2 separate regions of the Mus musculus genome follow, and region 2 is linked to region 1. The links are chromatin contacts, called in public HiChIP or PLAC-seq maps. All regions are on one chromosome and are shown on one strand. The core of a region is the stretch at or near the end of the contact, and the rest is flanking DNA. Distances in the headings are between cores, read along the strand shown.

Region 1 (6,100 bases), core at 2,112-4,611:
AGAACTGAGAAGCTGAAGTCAGAGAATTGAGAGTTTCAGGCTAAGCTGTGTTAGCAGTAAGGCCCTATTTCCAAAAGACCAAACAAGCAGACAAAAGCAGGTGTGCTATGAAAGGTGGACTGCAGGAGAAGAAGATAGAAGACTAGAGTGGAAGGGTAAGGGCTGCTCAACCAGGTCTACACCCAAGGCGTGATGCTGCAGAGCTTTGCCCATGGCATGAAACTAGAAGGACGGCATAATTACATAATGACAGTAGCTCATTGCACTCCCAAAAGGCTTATCAGACGAGGATAATTGAGAAAATGGCTTCTTCCCACTTAGCACCATTATCAGAGCACCTGAATTAACGAGCCCAGTAAATCCAGAAAGACAAATGGAGCCAGCGCTCCTTCCTCCAGGAAAGTCTTTCCGATGCGTTGAAGGCTGCTTTTACAGGAACCGTCTGAGCCCTAGAATTGGCAGTTTCAGTAACTCCACCCGTAGACCAGAAAAAGTGAGTAACATTTAGCAAAGTGATCTCCCACTGTAGTTATAGGAATGCAAGGTTGTCAAGTCCAACCTGCCTGGCTTCTGGAAGGGCTGCTACTCCCAACCCCCTTTATTTAGAGCACTAAGTAGCTGAGAGGAGACCTTAGCATAAAACTCCACTGTTGAAGCTAAGCTTGGGATTGCTGCTGGTGTTCTTATTTTAGGACTGTGTTAAGCTCAAAACTAGTCAATAGTTTAGCAAAGAAGGGTAGTATTTATTTCCTAATGTTTTATAAAGGCTTTGAGGATTCTTGTCAGAGAGGAACAGCTAAATATGTCCACCTGATATGATAGCAAATGTCTTATTTTATTAAACATTAAATTGTTTTATTATTTTATTGTTTTTATCCTATTTTTTTCCTAAGTAGAGCATTTTCCTTTGTACCTAAGAGGAACAGTATTTGCAGTGGTCCTCTACAACACCCTCTCTGATGATCAAGGTCAAAAATCAAATAAGCCCTCAATTCGGAGGCTGTAAGTCATTCTGTTAACAAGAAACAGCCATTGCAAAGCACTCTGTCGCTTTCCAGGTTGGAGTATCAGTCAGACAGAGACTCAATGCAATCGCTTCTTGGCGGACTCTGCTGCCCGAATGTAAGCTGTGTTCTGTGGGCAACCGTCTGCTTATTTTCTTTTCTGGACAAGTGGTTAGCCCATGTTGGATATCCTGTGTTTATGGAATTCCAGAAAGGCTATGTCATAGAAATCGCTGGTGTGCGCGTGCGAACGTGCGTCCGATTTATGGAGAGAAAGTAAACCGAAACAGCTTGTGGAGAAATCCACCCGAAAGCAGTGGCTGAGGTGCCCCTCAGAGATGCGGGGAGAAATCCAGCCGAAAGCGGTGGCCGAGGTGCTCCTCAGACCGGGGCCTTCATTTCCAAGGGCTTTATCCACTATGGTACCTTACCTCATAAGTACCAAGAAGTAAACAATAGATCCAAACGTCAAAGGCTGAGGTGCCCAGCAGAAAAATCATGAAAGCCAGACACATCACTTTATTGTCTATCATTCGTAACACACACACACCAAACAAAAAAAAACCCAAAAAAATAAAAAATACTTCAAGTTGTACTTAAATACAAGAAACCTTAATTTATATTTAAAAGTTGAAATTTTCCCATAAAATCTCAGACAGACGGTTAGAATTAGCATCAGCTTAGAAAATAAACAAAGACATAAGGGACAAGTCTAGGATTGAACAGAAAAGAAGGAATCCTAGAAAAGCTTTTATAATTTAGCTTTTCTTTTCCAACTTCTGAATGAGTTCTGTTCCACTGTTCATTTCAATAAGCTTGACTTTGTGTGAGGAGAGAGATGCAATCTTGGAGTTCAGGGGTTTTGTCTGTGATTTTAACGCCACGATTCACACAGGCACTAAAGAAACTGTTTGTTCTGGTTCCTATAAACTCACTTAATGTTTTAATTCACCTGAACCAACAACCGAATGCCACAGGCCATTTCGAAACAACTTTCCCTCATCATTCAAGGTAGCATGTGCTTTTCATAGTCTTTCAAATACTGATCCCTGAAACAAAACCAAAAACATACCTTTGCCCTGTTTTCTATTCACTGTTCACCGCTGTAATGTAAGTAAGCCCTCTTTGGGGGGGGGGGGGGGAATGCAAAAATGAAGTTTAACCCACAATTGAGTCTTACATCCTGTGGTCTTGGAATTTTAAAATTTCATTCAAAACACACATTATAAACAAACTCTCCCAAATGACCATCTCGAGAGGAATGTGGCAGAAATCCAGAAACAATTGTAATATTTGGACCAAGCATGAGCATAAATAGCCAGTGTGTGTTTTCATGAGGGGGATTATGGCTTGTTTCACAAACCCTACAGGGGATTTGTAGATGGGCAGAGCTCAATTCCATGTCGGTTGAGTGTCTCCAGAAGAAAACAATCCCTTGACAGTCAGTGAAGATGAGCTATTAAAAAGGCTCTCTTTGTTTGTTGGAAGCAGTGGTGTGTGTGTATGTGTGTGTATGTGCATGGGTGTGTGTGTGTGAAATTCACGCCAGGAGCCTTTCACACGCTAGGTGAACACCCTACCACTGAACCCCAGCCCCAGCCCCCAAATATCTTTTTAAACTACTCCTATCTGTTGACTACGAACATTGGAAGGAAACTTTCTGGCCTATAAATAAATGCCTATAACCTCAAGCTCAAAGTTGTATCCGGGGCACCTGATCTTTAGTCTAACGGTGGAGACCGATTCAAGGTGAGCGGGTGCTAGAGAAAGGAACACAAGCAATCTTATGTCTTTTTGTCAGGAATATCCAACCAGTGGAGTCAGTGAGATGCCACCAGGCAGTATCCAGGGGGTGGATGATTTAAAGGAGGATGGAGTCCAGTTGTGCTGCAGGGTCAAACTTCAAAGAGATAAGGTAGGATGGGGAAGCTGTAGAGAGCCTCCTAGTGTGTGCACTAGCCTATGCGAATAGTTCATCTCTCTCCCAGAAAAGTGGCAGTACTTTAACACACACACACACACACACACACACACACACACACACACACACACACGTTGGCATGAGAGTGAAGAACAATTAAGTCAGAGAGTCATTTCAAAATAGTTCTTGGCTCCTTACCTCTGCAGCAAAGTTTAACATGAAGACACCTTGTTATTTCTCCTTTTAGTCCTCAGTAAATTTTAATGGTCTACAAATCCATTATTTCTTCAAAATTTGTTTAGGAGAACAGCCTTATCTAGAGATCTACCATGAATCTCATGCCTATTTTTTTAATAGCACCAACACTCAGAATAGCTCTACAGGAACTGGCAGGATCACCTACTCTAATGAGTAGACCTTCCCACCTCCATGATGTTTCAGTTTCGATTTTAACACACGATTCTGAGAAGCCTGGGTGAACTAATATAGTATCGTAGGCCGCTGGGTTTTAATCATCGTGAAGTGAAAATGCATCGCCTCTCTGGGAGGGACAAAGGAAAGTAGAGGTTCTTCTTAGGAACCCTGTGAAGCTTGCCAGGCCCAAGCAGGAAACATCGAGCAGCTTCTCAGAAGACAGAGCCAAGACCACGTTAGAATTATCTGGTACCCATCAGCATCATGGGCTGATAATTATCTCTGAGGGTTAGTTAGCATGGTCGATGTGTGATCTGCAAGGCAAAAGTGGGGCCTCGGGACTCTCGAGTTTGTACTTCAGAGTGAAGCGGTTATGTCCAAGTTCCTTCACATACCCAACTCCTTGTGCCACGCTTAAGTCCCTTTTAAAGTCGATTCGACAATGCAAAAGCAGGGTTGGGCAAACAGTGGAGGTGGTACAAACAGGTTTGGGCTCAGGGAGAAGATAACCATCTTTAGCATCTGTTTCTGTCCTTCCCTCTTCCTGCTACCCCTTGTCTCTTCTCTGAAGTCCTGGAGCTTGAGCCCAGGACCTCATGCCATACCAAGGAGCCAGCTCTGCGCAGAGCCGTTAGACATCGCCAGCCTTGATTTTTATCTGCATCTGACCTGGGGTATCCCAGGATAAATCAGTTGAATTTTGGATTCGCATTTCACCTCTCAATAGGGATAAAAAGCACCCGATGCTTGCAGAGCCCAGGGCGTATGCACATTCACTCAAAGGAGTCTGTAATACCAAAGCTAATGATTGGTATCAAGACACACTGCACTTCTTACTTTTCCCATGTAGCTTTCACCAAGGAACAGTAGAAAGAGCCAAACCTATAAACTCTGAAAGAGTGTACTATCAACCGAGTGCTGGAGTTTATCAAGTGAACTCCAAATTGAGGGTTATTGTTTTCTGCTCAGGTGTCTGACAACCTTCCTATTGGAGTGCAGACTTAAAGTACTTTGATCATCTTTTTTTGTTTTTTGTTTTGTTTTGTTTTTTTGTTTTTGTTTTTTCGAGACAGGGTTTCTCTGTGTAGCCCTGGCTGTCCTGGAACTCACTTTGTAGACTAGGCTGGTCTCGAACTGCCTGCCTCTGCCTCCCGAGTGCTGGGATTAAAGGTGTGTGCAACCATGCCCGGCTTACTTTGATCATCTTAACTGAGTCAAATTCACTAGTAGGTAAAAGAAAGTTTTATTATGAGGCCAGCTGGCCTGTGTGAAGTGACGTTCCCTTTTTCCCCTAGCATCTGTCACTCCTGCTTAATTTCTTACATGGCTTTATCATCACTGAAAATCCCTTACATATGTCATAGATTGTTCTTGGTGTCCTGGAACTTTGTAGACCTGTAATTCACAGAGATCTGTCTACCTGTCCCTCTGAAGTGCTGGGATTAAAGTTGTGCACCACCGCACCCAGCCCCATATTTGAATTCTTTTTTTTTAAAGATTTATTTATTATATGTAAGTACACTGTAGCTGTCTTCAGACATTCCAGAAGAGGGAGTCACTTGTTACAGATGGTTGTGAGCCACCATGTGGTTGCTGGGATTTGAACTCCGGACCTTGGGAAGAGCAGTCGGGTGCTCTTACCCACTGAGCCATCTCACCAGCCCCCCATATTTGAATTCTTAATACAAATTCCCCAAGAACAGCTCCACTTCCAGTTCAGCCCTGTTACCCAGTTCCTGCCTCATTCATAGTAAGCATTCAACAAATATTATTTTTGAGTTAATAAGTGTCGGGGTGAAAGTTAGTAAGACGAAAGGGAGGTGAGCTAAATGAGACCATCAGATTCTTGAAAGACTGACTTGCGTTCTTGGTAAAACTGCCTGATGGAAAATTCAGAAGGTTGTTTTGAGATAGAGTGAGTTTATCTGGCCTTTGGTCCTAGGCAGAGATCTTCACCGATAACCTTTAAGGAAAATCACCCTAAAGCATCTAGACACAAAGGGATCCCTTATCTACTGATCTATAGCCTGACCTTAAGAGTGAGTTCCAAGATGGCCAGGACTACACTGAGCTACGTGGGTCTGCTTTGTACCAGACATGTGAGCTGAGTATCATGGTTAATTTCCCTACCGACAGGTGATCTCAGAAGTTAAGGCATATAAGCGAAGTTCCCAACTAGCACCAACTAAAATCTGGCCTTCTTTCCCTGCACCACAATCTTTTTTTTTTCCCCCCAAAGACAGGGTTTCTCTGTGTAGCCCTGGCTGTCCTGGAACTCACTTTGTAGACCAGGCTGGCCTTGAACTCAGAAATCCACCTGCCTCTGCCTCCCAAGTGCTGGGATTAAAGGTGTGCGCCACCACTGCCCGGCCCTGCACCACAATCTTATGTTGGGTTAAATCTCATGGTTAAAAGCAACATTATTTTTCTCCTTCAGATTTTTTGATTACTATAAGTGGAAGGTTATTCTGTCCTGGGACTGATAACTCTGATTGCTAGAAACCAAAGTTCATTATAGAATATTCCTGAAAGCCGGGTGTGGTGGCTTACACCTTTAATCCTAGCACTTGGGAGGCAGAGTGAGGTGAATCTCTGAGTCTGAGGCCAACCTGGTCTACAGAGCGAGTTCCAGAATGACCAGTCCTATATAGAGAAATGTGTCTTGAAAAACCAAAGGCAGGGTGGGGTGGGGGGTGAGGCAGAACATTCCGGGAAGATTACTCACAAAACTGATAATAGTATTTTCTTTTTCTGAGGCTGA
Region 2 (6,097 bases), core at 7-2,506, 160 kb before region 1:
GAAAGGTTGTTATGGAGTCAGCAACACGGGTTCTGTATAGTTACCACTTCCAAGGACCAAGACTTAACTCTAGCCTGCAGGGCAGCTAAAACCACCCAGCGGAATGCTTTATAACAGGCAGACCCTCCAAACACAAGTCCTTGGCTGCTAGGTGATTGCACCATTACATCTTGCTTTAACGGGAAAGGCTTCCCCCGTCCCGCTGATTAATCAGCTTTGCCATTTTTGTTGCATGGTCTGTATCAAGAGTGCTTTGGAGCTATGTTGGCTCCCTGGGTGAACATGGCAGAAAGAACAGCCATATTAGAGAAGAGGACAGGTGGGTTTTGGTCCAAGGTCAAGATAGCTCCTTCTTGGGTGGCACAGTCATAGGACATGGTGTGTGTGTGTATGTGTGTGTGTGTGTGTGTTGTAATGACTGGTGGGGGAAAGGCTATTAATATGCTGAAGCATATTATTATTATTCCTTTTTCTTATTTTATTGTCAACTGTAGTCCATGGTTATTATCCATCTGTAGTAGATTCCTAGAACAACTGTGACAAATGACCACAAACTTGACAGCTTAAAAGAACAGGGAAGATTCTCCCAGAGAGTCTAATGTCCAAATGTCTATCTGGAGGTTGGAAAAGAAAACTCACTTCACATCTCCCAGATTCTAGTCCATCTCGGCAGTCCTGAATGTCCCTTGGTCTGTGTCTGCATCCTCCAGTCTCTGCTTCCATCTTTGTTCTGACTTATCTTCTTTAGATGTGTGTCTCTTTAACCATCCATTTTTGGATTTAGGTCCCATCTGGATAAGCCACGATGATCTCATCTTGGAATCCTTCATGTAATTACCTTTGAAAAGACCCCTTTCCAAAGAAAACCATGTTGGTGAGTTCTGTTTAGACTTGAGTTGGGGTGGGGGGCATAATGTACCTTTTCATTTGTTTAGTGTGGAGGGAGGGCACATGAAGACATGCCCTAGCACACAGGTGGAGGTCAGAAGACAACCTGTGGGTGTCTGCTCTCTCCTTTCAGCATGTGGGCTGCAAGGATCAAACTTAGATCATCACACTTAGCAGAAAGCTCCTTTACCCACAGAGCCACACAGGGACCCAAGAGAGTCTTTCTTTGAATTAAAGTGCTTGAAGAGTCCTTGCAGACTCAGACTCAGATTCGAAAGGGCAAATGGTGGCAACAGACCCAGAGCCACCTCAGTGTGGCCAGAGCAGCATTGTGGCTGGAACATAGACAGAAACTTTGCATCAGCCCAGACTCTACTGCCTTCCCACTCAGCAGCCCACAGCAGTCTCTAAGTGCTGGGTGGAGATCTGGTATGGTTTGACTTTGTCCCTTGAGACTTTGTGTGTCAGAAGCTTAGTTTCCATGATGTCATTTGTGACGTTATAAGAAAAATCAAGGGGCTAGGGTATTGGCTCAGGCTGTGAAAACATGAAGACCTGCATTTCGACCTTCAGAGCACATGGAAAAAAAAATCTGAGCACATCAGGGTATGCCTGTGAGCTGAACTTTGGAGAGACACAGAGTAGTGGGTTCCTAGGGCTTACTGGTCAACCAAGGTAGCTCATCTCTAAGCTCCAAATTCAATGAGACTAATAAATAAATAAATAAATAAATAAATAAATAAATAAATAAATAAATAAATAAATAAGGTATAGAGTGATCTAGGAAGATACCTGATTTGACCTCTTGGCCTCATAAGGTGGGCCTATCTATCTCTCCATTTATCCATCTATCCATCCATCCATCCATCCTTTCATCTTCTATCTATCTATCTATCTATCTATCTATCTGTTATCTATCATCTCTGTTATCTCTCTCTCAAACACAAACACACAGATACACACACAGATACACACAGACAGACACACACACACCTAGCACACTTGCAGTCAAATTCTGAGCAAATGTCAGTACCATAATCTTGGACTTCCTAGCTCCCTAGAATTACAAGCCAATTAAGCTTCTATTCTTTATAAACTAGTTGGTCAGCCTCAGGTATTTTGTAGCAACAAAACAGACCAATATAAATCCCTTCTCCCCTCAGCATGACATGATTTTGTCCTAGTCTTTAAATGCCAGGCCACCAAATTCCTCACTGATGTTACAACAGCAGCATTCTACAGATCTTCACTTCTGGTCTTTCCCTCTTCCAACTCATCCTTGAACAGCCCCCTCCCCCCCACAAGCATTATTCCTAAGTGAGTATTAAGATTTCTCAAGGTCTGCTCACTGTCCTGAGGACACTCTTCAAGCCTCTGGTTGGATACCCTAAGTCCTCTTTGAGCAGCAACTTGTCTCCCTTGGCAGTCATAGCTGTCCTCATGCTTGCAGTGTTTTGTCCTCCAGCTGTGCACATCCTCTGTGGTTTCCAGAGCCCAACAAGCCCCCCTCCTTGCTTTTGGAGACTGGGGGACTCCTGACTCCCATGCTTTGTTGCATAGATATATTCAAGCCTTAATTTCCAGACCTCCAGAATGTGACCTTGTTTGGAGAATGGATCTTGACATGTAAGTAAATTTAGGTATCATAATGACATCATCCTCTGTGACCTGAGTGGGTCCTGTATGCAGTGACAGATCTTCTCATACGAGAAAACACACATTTGACCCAGAAACATGCAGAAGGAAAGGTCAAGTGAAAGTGGGCCAGGGCTCGGTGACATGCAGGCTCAGAGTAAGCCAATAGAGGCTGGAAGAGACAAGGGTTCTCCCTAGAGAAGGAGATGGCTTTGCCAACAGCTTGACTTTGGACTTCTATCTCCAGAATCATAAGAGAATGGGTTTCTATTGTTGTAAGCTACCTGGTATATGGCCATTTGTTAAACAGCCCTAGCAAACCAGTTCCCACGGGAGATCATGTCAGGACCCCAGTGTTCCAGTAACTGTCTCCCAAGTGCATAGCTAAAGGAGTGAGCATCTTAAGCCTCCACCAGATGTAGCACAACAGAGGTCCACCTGCCAGAGGGTTTCTTTCTCTTATTCATCCAGAAGCACCCATGAGACAGAAGAAGCACGTCTCATTCTTGGATGGTCTTTATTTCTCATTTATTTTCTTAAAGTTTTCATTTTTTAACTGAAAACATTGGAAAAGAGCAGTAATAGAGAGATCATTTCATGGTTGGTGCCTAGACATCTAGTGTCTGGATGCATATCACTGTTTCGTTGTACTGCAAAGCACATGGCCTTCTCCAAGTGCTCTCTCTGTCTCTCTCTCTGTCTCTGTCTCTGTCTCTGTCTCTGTCTCTCTCTCTCTCTCTCTCCATTGCCTTGTAAGACAAAGGTTCCAGGGACACCATCTCTACTTCAGGAAATCTATAGGCCAGCTGTATGTCCAGTATGGGGAATGGAATAGAGAGAGTGTGATTTCCAGTATTCCCTGGAAAGATAAGAATACAGAAAGGGAAAGTGGTGGTGGGTGGTCTTCACAGACCTGCTTGCAGCTAGATTCCCCCCATCCTCCCATCCCCCCACCCCCACCCCACCCCCGCACACAGCAGCCTTCTCTCCCTCGCTGGCCACCATCCCAGGAGCTTCAGTTCCTTCATCTTCTCTGACGGATACATTCATCCTTCTCCAGGACCATTCACAGTACTGTCCCTTTCCCCTCTTAAAAGCAAAGACTTATCCTATTCTAAAAGAGACCCTGGGAATGGATGTGCAGGTACAAGTGGGTGACTGGGCTTTCCTGAGCTTGGGGCAGAAGGAAAGACATAGTCGGGTGGCATGTGGTGCCCAAGGAGCACTGAACAAAGGCAGTTTCATGCCCATCATAATCCCATTCAAATCGACCATCAAACAGAACTGAAGAATGGTCTAAGCAGAGCACATTACAGAGACATTAACGTGTTACAGATGCCCTATCTGAGCCCCTGTCTTTATCTCTCCCCTAATTGAGGCATCTGTGCCTAAGGATGTTTCTCTTTGGGCCAAATACATGTTCCCAATGTCCAATGGGATGCACCGAACTGCATTCCACACAGATATACACATGAGCTCATGCAAGTCCCAGGGTGCTCATCTGGTCCAGATTGAAGAGAAACTTGCTGGATGGAGAAAAACACGTCGTGTATCAACTTAATACCAAACAGATTTTGTGACAGACTGGAACCGCTTTTGATAATCTACTAATATATCAGGAAGGCTAATGAATTTAAAAAGACCTAGCTAATCAGTGTATCTTTGAGGTCTGGACAATGTTTGTGTGGGCCACGGGGATGCTAAAAATACAAAAAGCCAGGGAGCTTAGGGAAGCTTATCCAAAAGCTATCCCTGCCCCCAACTGCTAGAAGCAATCCTCTCTATTGTAGCCAGCAATGTATTTTTGCCAATTTATGAGCATAGACTATTTTTTTTTCTGGCTAAAAGTCAGGGTGGACTTTTCCAGAGACAAAGAGAAGCTATGCCCTCTCCACTCTCATCCATGACAGGCAAGGAGGACCATGGAGACATAACCCAATAAAGGAAAAGGAGATGATGAACTGTCACTCACACACAGCTGCATTCCAAGGTGGCCCCACAGGCTGCACAAAAGTCCCTCCTCGGGTTCTGACTCGAACCCCTTGCTCATGCTGCTCCCAACACTTCCTGGTTTTATGAGCAATAATGGAACAACTATCACACAAGTGGCCGAATTTTCTGGAAGGCTGTACAATGTACATAACCAAATCTCTTAGTTGGTGTATAGACACGTCACCTAAAGCATCGAGAAAAAGGTTCAGAATAATCTTAAATGAAAGCCGCCATCTGAGCTGCTTAGTTCACATGAGATGTTCCAGCACATGCCGTCCTGTTCTCATTAGTGTTACAGAGAAGTTCTGAATATATGGTGGTAGGAAGATACAATCTCAGACAATTAAAGCAGCCATGTTGCTGGAGAAGGAGCTACCAATTTTATTAACTTCATTTTATTTATAATTTGGAAACCAGAGGCACAGGTAAGAAACCAATTCATTATTTCTGTGATTTTTCTCTTACAGGGCACTCATTTCTTAGAGGAAGAGCTGTTTCCATGATGAAGGAAGGGTCCATATGTCTTTGCACTTTGTACCATGGTAGGCAAGTAGACATTTAAATGTGACCCTTTACTTGGAACGCCTCTGGGTATGTAGAGAATTCCCCATCTGTTTGCTCAGGATGTAGGCAGATGAGGAAGTCATAGAGACTTGTAGATGTTATGTCTCCATTTGGCTGGTGTTGGGGAAAAACCTGACCCTCTAACCAAGGAGACAGTACCCTGTGCAGCTGACAGTGAGATGAGTGCACCTTCAGAGACGTCATCCACTTCTGCAACTGTCCCAGGTCAGCAACGATGGCTGTGTGGGGAAGTCCCACTTTCAAAGGTTAACAATAACTTGTGACTTAAATAGAAAATTCTGGGAAGCAGTGAGTGAATTGAAGATTGCCTTATAAATAAGAAAAGTGAATTCAGGCCAACTAAGTACTGCCCTGTGTGAATCATTATCATGAATAATAATAACTCATGTTTACCTTCTCTATCCAGGTGCCGGGCACTGCTTTAAATATATGTGTTCTAATTTCCCAAACAAGTCAGTTTGCCAGTGTTAGGGATACAGAAGCAAGGTCTCTTCCAGGCAGGACATGACAGAGGTGAGGCATCAACTAAGCCCTACATGATAGGTTTATTTTACCATCTCATCTTGCCTCTTAACATTGGATTGCCTTTCTCAAGAAAGTCACAAGATGAGAGTCTGGAGAAGTCACAAGATGAGAATCTGGAGAAATGGTTTAGTTGGTAAAGTGTTTGCCTTGAAAGCATAAGAACCTGTTGCAGATCTGCAATACATATGTACCCACACACACATGTACATACACACCCATACACATAAATACACGAATACATACATGTGCATACACACCCACCCACACATACACACACACATGAATACACACATGTACATACACACCCATACACATAAATACACGAATACATACATGTGCATACACCCCCACACACACACAGTGCATGTGTGCCTGTGCGTGTGCGTGTGTGTAAGCAGCAGTGGATTGGTCCCTCTTCTACTTAGGAGGCTATTACAGACTTGATGTACAAGGACACATTATATCTGAATGA

The links. HiChIP or PLAC-seq counts read pairs in DNA pulled down with a chosen protein or histone mark.
Region 2: a contact with region 1 is called in an H3K27ac HiChIP or PLAC-seq map of CD8 T cells, with 35 times the contacts expected there. The contact joins two enhancer-like sites. A contact is called at or near these places in 10 of 39 promoter capture datasets (3T3-L1-derived adipocytes, the C10 cell line, the HPC-7 cell line and 6 more), 2 of 15 datasets of contacts at CTCF or cohesin (CD8 T cells and the NIH/3T3 cell line), 4 of 484 Hi-C or Micro-C datasets (the HPC-7 cell line, Th1 cells, bone marrow-derived macrophages and 1 more), 9 of 115 datasets of contacts at active chromatin or transcription factors (CD8 T cells, Th2 cells, effector CD8 T cells and 4 more) and 4 of 9 other capture datasets (adipose tissue, liver, macrophages and 1 more).

What each region holds. Positions count from the first base shown.
Region 1 is chr5:53,563,295-53,569,394 of GRCm38.p6, forward strand. It overlaps a transcript of Rbpj not described here. Among named protein-coding and RNA genes, the nearest start is that of Gm40304, 19 kb to the left of the region's middle. Within about 2 kb of position 3,362, at least 70 of the 459 cell types and tissues checked have an H3K27ac peak or open chromatin away from gene starts, as enhancers often do. A contact at or near this core is called in CD8 T cells and Th1 cells, where this site is marked.
Region 2 is chr5:53,408,600-53,414,696 of GRCm38.p6, forward strand. No RefSeq gene overlaps it. Among named protein-coding and RNA genes, the nearest start is that of Gm40304, 140 kb to the right of the region's middle. Within about 2 kb of position 1,257, at least 11 of the 459 cell types and tissues checked have an H3K27ac peak or open chromatin away from gene starts, as enhancers often do. A contact at or near this core is called in CD8 T cells and Th1 cells, where this site is marked.